2 separate regions of the Mus musculus genome follow, and region 2 is linked to region 1. A link is a contact called in public HiCAR-type data. All regions are on one chromosome and are shown on one strand. The core of a region is the stretch at or near the end of the contact, and the rest is flanking DNA. Distances in the headings are between cores, read along the strand shown. Region 1 has its middle 19 kb from the start of Gm2233. Region 2 has its middle 57 kb from the start of Gm29676.

Region 1 (3,481 bases), core at 356-2,855:
TTGCCTATCTCCTCTTCTAGGAGGGAGATTCTTCATAGCTCCTGAGTTTGGGACATGGGTAAGCTCCAGTCAGTTATAGCTTGACTGAAGCATAAAGCCACAGCAATGCCACAACGTTGGAATAAAAGCAGAGACATCACCAACTGATTTTATTGATTAAGAATCTTAGAAGCATCCCAGCATCTTGCCAGCTTCATTCCCTAGTTAGCTATAAGGAAACAGAACCCTAGGGTCATTCAAAAGGCAGGACGTGCTTCCTTCCATGTGGCTACTCAGACCCCAGCATTTACTATTCCCATTCAAGAATTAACCATAGCCAGGCACAGTGGTCCATGGCAGGCATCTCAATACTCAGAGGGGCTGAGGCAGGGAGATCATGAACTCAAGCCCAGCTTGGAGCTACATACAGACTCTGCCTTAAAATAAAATAATAAAATTATCCTGCATCAAGTACAGATCTGTTAAACAACACTATGCCAGTCCACACTGATACAATTTAAAAAAAAATTATGGGAAGAAAGGAAGTTAGAAGGCAAATAATAAATGTAGAGGGAAGGATACAGCTAGGAAATTCAATTGATGAACATCAGGATTGTGATTAATGGAGGTGAGAATAGTTGATAGGTGCTAAAGTCTCACGGGATACTTAGCTTGCTGAAAATGTCCTTGCTTTGAAGCAGTTCTTAGGGACAGAATGGGATATTTGTAGTAGGAAAACCTGGTCAAGTGGTCCTGGTCAAGCGGTCCAAGTTACCATCACTGCTTTCTTCAGCGCCATGCCCTGTGCCCCTCCAGAAGGATGCACTGTGTGAGTGGAGAGCATTGCTCTCAGGCATTCCTTCCTAAAGAGCATCATTCAGTACACACCACAGGAAACAGTGGACAGGTCCAAGCAGAGGGTGTGTTTACAAAACTACTAAGTATACAAAGGGCAGTGACACTCCAGGACAATTCCAGTTGAAAGGAACATATAAGCAAAAGAATCCATGTAGGTGCAAGATATTGAACTGATCCTCAACTACCAAAAAAAAATTCTTTTTAAAAATTTTTCTATGAAAGATCATTAGAACCATCAATGAATGTTAAACAATGTCTTTAAACTAAATAGTATTACCTGAAGGATTTAGCAATAAAAAGACATACTGCTTGCAACTAAATCTGTAATAGTTCAGCCGGATAGAGTGGTTCACATCTGTAATCCAGACCCGTGGGAGGTTAAGGCAGATGGATTGCTGTGAGTTCAAAACCACATTCACTACATAGAGAGCTCCAGGACAACCCGGACCACAGAGGGAGACCCTGTGTGAAAAACATATATTAGATCTAATTTGAAATGATATGTATAATCAGAGAAAATAAGAAGATGCATTGGTAGAATATTAACAGATGGGGATTCTGGGTGAGGTCATTATGGGAATTTTCATTCTAGTTCAACTTTTCCCTGGGTCTGCGATTATTTAAAAATGAAAAAAAAATGTCATTCATAATCCTTGGGCAGAAATGATTGTGGTGGTTTTTGTGATAGTCAGTTAACGGGCAGGCATGTTCCAGCAAAGTGTCTGCTTTGGCTTCATCTCAGAGGTGACTCAGATCATTTCGCATCCCACAGCTTTTCTTCCAGCACTTGGCCATCTCTCAGTGCTGGCCTCATCCCAGGCTAGGATGGACTGTGGGGCTTTCCAGCTGTGTCTGTGTGAATAGACACCTAGGAGAGAGCCCAGGCACAGTTTCATGGGGTTGGTATGCGAGAGGCTCAGGAAAGCCAGGCGACTTCTAAGCATCCTGGTGACCAGGGACTGCCTTGTGCTGGCAGATGGAGAACAGATCTGGTCCTTTGGAAGGAGGTGGATATGGTGACACTGTGGGAAGGACGAGAAATGGAAGTGAGGCAAACCTGTCTACTCTGCAGGAGCAGCCTCCCTTAGATATGTTTCAAAGACTCTCCCCACGGAACTGGTCTGTTTTTCTGTTGCTGTAATGAAGCACAATGATCAAAGGCAATGTAAGGCACAAGGCTTTCTCTTAGCTGACACCTCCAGGCCACAGTCCACCCTTGAGGGAAGTCAGGGCAGGAACTTAAGCATGGCAGGAACTTGAAGCAGAAATCACAAAGGAACCTGCTTTCTGGGTTGCTCACTGACAAATAACGAGCTTTCTTCTATAGCCCAGGTCCACATACCATGGTAGGATGTTGCCCACAGTGGGTAGGCCCTTCCACGTCAATCATCAGTTGAGGTAATCTCTTATATACATGGCCACACCAGTTTGACTAAAATAATTCTTCAGTTGAGGTTACCTCATCCCTGGTGACTCTTAGTTACATTGAGTTGATAATAGAAAGTAACCAGGACACTCACTAATGATTTTTCTTGAGATAAAGCTATTCTGAGATTCTCTGGCACTTCTAAAGAGCCCATCACTTCCAAGAAAGATGTCTCTTTATCTTTCTTCTATATATGCATTCACTTTCAGACTTGCGGGAACATACACACACTGAGCTATACACATGCATGCACATACACACATTGAGCATGTCTTCTTACCAAGACTGGGGGTCCATTTCAGTTTCATAATTTTTGCTACCCAACACTTGACCAACAACAGCTAAGTGTGACACATGGGTGCTGGCTGCAGTCAGGTATGGTTAGTAGGCCCCAAATGACAGCAGGGCTTAGGACATGGTATCTGTGTCTGGTTTGGCAATACAGACAGTAAGACCTGGGAACTCAAGCTCTAATTGTCAGTGTTCTCAACAGCTCTCTCCTTAGGGGTTTCAATAGGGCATTCATGGCTAGTTGGGGAAAAATATATTCATGTTCCTCAAGGGGACTAAAGGAAATACTTCAGACACAATGGCAGACTGTGTGCTCATCACAAAGCCACTGCACAGTTTGATTTGGACAATGATGCAGAGACACCAGGAGCCAGCTCTTTATTGCTCAGCCATCGGCTCTCAAAGGGGAGTCCAGTAAGTCACTGTCTGGAACAAAACCTAGTGGAACACCACACAGAGTGGGGAGAACGGGTGGTGGATGTGGCTATGTCTGGGAGTCAGCTCAGTCATGAAGGAAAGGGTATTGGCCTTGGCTCTGTATGTATGATACTTTTATCTCTGAGCGTAACATAAGGCCATCTTGGAGTAGACATTCACATGTCCCAGTAATCATGGCAGCTAGAGGAGGTTAACACAGAGATATCCAGTCTGAGGGAACAATATGAACAGAGCTACTGATATTCCTCAGTAGATGGAGGCTGGGGGTCAGGAGACCATCACCCAGGATTCCACTTATCCCCCCTCCCCCACTTCTCTCAACATCAAAAGTAAATCAGGAAGATTATAGGGTATATAAGAAGGGGAAGATTATCTGACAGAGGGACTCTGTGAAGTCCCTATCCAGGATGGGGTAGGACTTTGAGATGATACAGATCTTTGAGGGTCACTCACTGTCCTATCAGTGATCCATCCTCTATGCTCTGTAAG
Region 2 (3,481 bases), core at 507-3,006, 350 kb after region 1:
AATAAGCCATTGGGCCAAGCACAATGGTACATATCTCTGATCCAAAGGGGAAATATAGGCAGGGGCAGGGGCAGGGGCAGGAAAATGGCTGCAAATTGGAGGCCACTTTGGTTTACACAGTGAGTTCAATGCCAGCCAGGTCTATGCAGGAAGACTCTCCCTGAGAGAGGCGGGGGGGGGGGGGGGGGGGAGGGGAGGGAGGGAGGGAGGGAGGGAGGGAGGGAGGGAGGGAGGGAAGAAGGGTAGGATAGAAGAAAGGAGGGAGAAAAGAAAGGAGACAAGGAGGGAGGGAGGGAGGGAGGGAGGGAGGGAGGGAGGGAGGGAGGGAGGGAGGACTCATTTAAGCTGGACACTGTTAGACTCCAGATTCAGCCCTGCTTTGTTATCGTTGACTTGATTCATACAGCCATCCCCTCAAAAGATTATATTGAAAGGCCTCCCCCCAAGCCTGATAGACCACTAGACAGTATGCAGCACATGACTTTTGCCTACTGATGCAATTGTGATTTGGAAGTCTGAGGATACAGAGGGAGGAGGGCAGAGCATAAAAAGCAGTGGGGACAGTTTTGCAATGTTCTTTTGCATCAGGAAAACAAAGGCTGGTTGCTTGTGCAGCCATGGCTATCAGTCTGCAGGCCAGCAGACTGGAAGCTCAGACCGGGCTGGTGATCGGCCCATGTCAGGAAATGGTAACCATTTTCATTTTTTTTTTTTTCGGTTTTTCAAGACAGGGTTTCTCTTATAGCCCTGGCTGTCCTGGAGCTCACTTTGTAGACCAGGCTGGCCTCGAACTCAGAAATCTGCTTGCCTCTGCCTCCCGAGTGTTTTCATTTTTATAAGACATGCATACATATGTGTATACATGCACATACACATGACACCTTTGAAGTCCAACATAAGGATGGCTGACATAATTGTATGTGCCTTAGCTTCTTTTCCAGTGCTGTGATAAAAATACCCTGACAGAAGGGCTTAATTTAGTTTGGAGTTCAAAGTTCAGTCTATCATAGCAGAGAAGTCAAGGAGACAGGATCTTGAAGTACCTGGTAACATCACACCCACAATCAGGAACAGAAAGGATGAACCAACACTCATGTTCAGCTTGCTTTCTCCATCTTGTAAAGTGTAAGGCCCACTGCATAAGGAATGGTCCGCCCACGGTAGGCATTTTCCTTCCTCATTGCAATCAAGACAGTGCTACAAAGGCATACACAGATGCCCATCCCCCACATGACTCTAGATCCTGTCAACTTGACAATTAACACTAATCATCACAGGGCAAGAGTTAGTATTCACTGTGAGGCAGGGGCTTTCTGCAGTTGGCAAGTTTTGTGGACTTTTAGTGACAGCAATGCTAGTCTTGAAAAATCTGATTAATGGCCAGTTACCAGAAGATTCCCAAGTGCTGACCCCAAGGCACAAAGACCAGAAGACAGCATCCCCAAAGAAACAAGATGGAGTAAGTTGCTTTGAGACATTAGAACTCAGACTTTAAGTTGTAATGCAGTCTGGTATCCTAGACTTGGGGAGTAGGGGTGGTATTTGTGTCAATTGTTTCTACATGAGCCAAGAAGAGTCATGTCTGGCAGGCTTGAACGGCAGAAACCAGAACACGCAGGCCGGAAGCTGCATCTTCCTCCCCTATGAACACGAGCTGAGAGGGAGGCGGGGGATGGAAGGATCCAGGGGCAGGATCTGGAGCCAGAGAGATGACTAAGGTCTGATGCAAACACCATGAGTGTGTGGGACTCGTGAGACATACAAGTCTGGAGGCAAACATGCTCTAGGCGTGATACAGGGAAGCCACCCAGCCTGAAAGGTTACCCCGGACCGCCTGGTGGCTTTAACATGGCAGGCAAGGCCAGGGTACTCCCTAAATCCTCTTCCTAGTGTTCTCTTCTTTGACAAATGAAGTGGAATCCCCAGAGCAAAGCACGATAAGGAGGAGCCCTCTCTCCCCCAGCAGATTTATGGGCCTTCTGCACCCAGCCTGTGTTTGTCAGACCAAAATGGTAAGGGTGGGGTAATAGAGTCAAATTACAGCTTCCTATAATAGGGAAAGTTAAATAGACAAGCTTTCCCACCCCGAGGAGGACGAAGCAGAGGTCAGTACTAGTGGCTTTGTACATGAATGGACCTTCCCCTCCATCCCCTTTCACATGTGGTCCAGCAACAGTAACAGACAGATGCGACACAAAAAGAGACACACCTGATTAACCATGAATACAACAGCTGTCGCCTCCCGCCAGAGCCACACTACGCCTCGCACCCTTGTTCTGCCTGCTTTGGGTTTTTTCCCCCCTTTCTTTCAAATAGCAAAAGGAAATTAAACCTACCGTTAAGACTCAAGTTAGTGGGAGGGGAGAGTATGAGCAGCCAAGCCTTTGTCTCTAGGCTCAGGGGCTTGTAATAGGTACCTTCTATCTGGCCTTTCATCTGAAGAAGACTGTGGCCTACTGTTAACTGCTCCCTCAACTCAAAACCTGGAGATAGGGCAGCCGTGGGTGGAATAAGACGGAGGTGACTCAAACTGGGAAGAAAAGGGTGAAGGTGTGTCCCTCCTCTCCTTTTCAACAGCTTGTCTCCGTCAGCTGCAACTCCTCGATGCCAAAAAAGAACACCCACCTTTAAGACAAACTGAAGATCTTACAGAGGAGGCGGGACTCAACAGAGCATTGCCCATGCATGGGAATGTGCTAACTTCGACTGAACCTGAGGTGGCGACAAAAGAAGGTCAACTTCGGCCTCTCCATTGCAGACAATTCTGAGGTCACTTTCACTGCCGAGGCCTTAGCAATCAGATTGAGGAGGGACTCTAGGTACTGAATTGCCAAGAATCTCTGGTGGCATGATGTAATCAGGAGAGTTTCCAGAAACCTGGTCATTAAAACTCTAAATGTCAATCTAATTTTTTTAAAGGTGTTTTGCTTAAGCTTAGGCTTGGTTTGGTTTGGTTTGGTTTGGTTTGGTTTGGTTTGGTTTGGTTTGGTTTGGTTTGGTTTGGGGGAGACTGGGCTCCTACATTAAGTATCCAACTCCTGAAGCCTACATTGCTATTTCTTAAAATGTCTATTGTCCAAAAATCCCTTCTGTAGTTTCAAAGGCAGAATGATTTTTTTAAAAAATCAGAAATTCATCATGCAAGCACAAGGCTTCTGACAGAAAACACTGAGTAGCACAGTCCCACAGAAATCCAAAGGATGTCTGTCCCCTGTTACCTCACACGAATGGGAAATGAACGGAATCACTGTAGACACCCGTGGACGCTCACAGTTCCTCATTAAGGCGGGGACCACCGAGACACTTCCATCTTCCATCAAGAATTCACAGAGGTCCGAGGAAAGGCCGTGCGTGGCCCGGGGAGTGTTCAGCTGGCAAGCACAAGGACCTAAGTTGAAACCCCAGCATTCACAAGTTTTAAAAAGCCAGGTGTGGTGACACACTTGTAATTCCAGCCCTGGCGAAGGGGAGACAGGCAGAC

The links. HiCAR-type assays count read pairs that join an accessible place to other places.
Region 2: a contact with region 1 is called in a HiCAR-type map of fibro-adipogenic progenitors, with 3 times the contacts expected there. The contact joins two enhancer-like sites. A contact is called at or near these places in 1 of 15 datasets of contacts at CTCF or cohesin (large pre-B cells) and 3 of 115 datasets of contacts at active chromatin or transcription factors (embryonic basal ganglia, fibro-adipogenic progenitors and large pre-B cells).

Annotation. Positions count from the first base shown.
Region 1 is chr13:43,965,991-43,969,471 of GRCm38.p6, forward strand. No RefSeq gene overlaps it. Among named protein-coding and RNA genes, the nearest start is that of Gm2233, 19 kb to the left of the region's middle. Within about 2 kb of position 1,606, at least 23 of the 459 cell types and tissues checked have an H3K27ac peak or open chromatin away from gene starts, as enhancers often do. A contact at or near this core is called in fibro-adipogenic progenitors, where this site is marked.
Region 2 is chr13:44,315,230-44,318,710 of GRCm38.p6, forward strand. No RefSeq gene overlaps it. Among named protein-coding and RNA genes, the nearest start is that of Gm29676, 57 kb to the left of the region's middle. Within about 2 kb of position 1,757, at least 34 of the 459 cell types and tissues checked have an H3K27ac peak or open chromatin away from gene starts, as enhancers often do. A contact at or near this core is called in fibro-adipogenic progenitors, where this site is marked.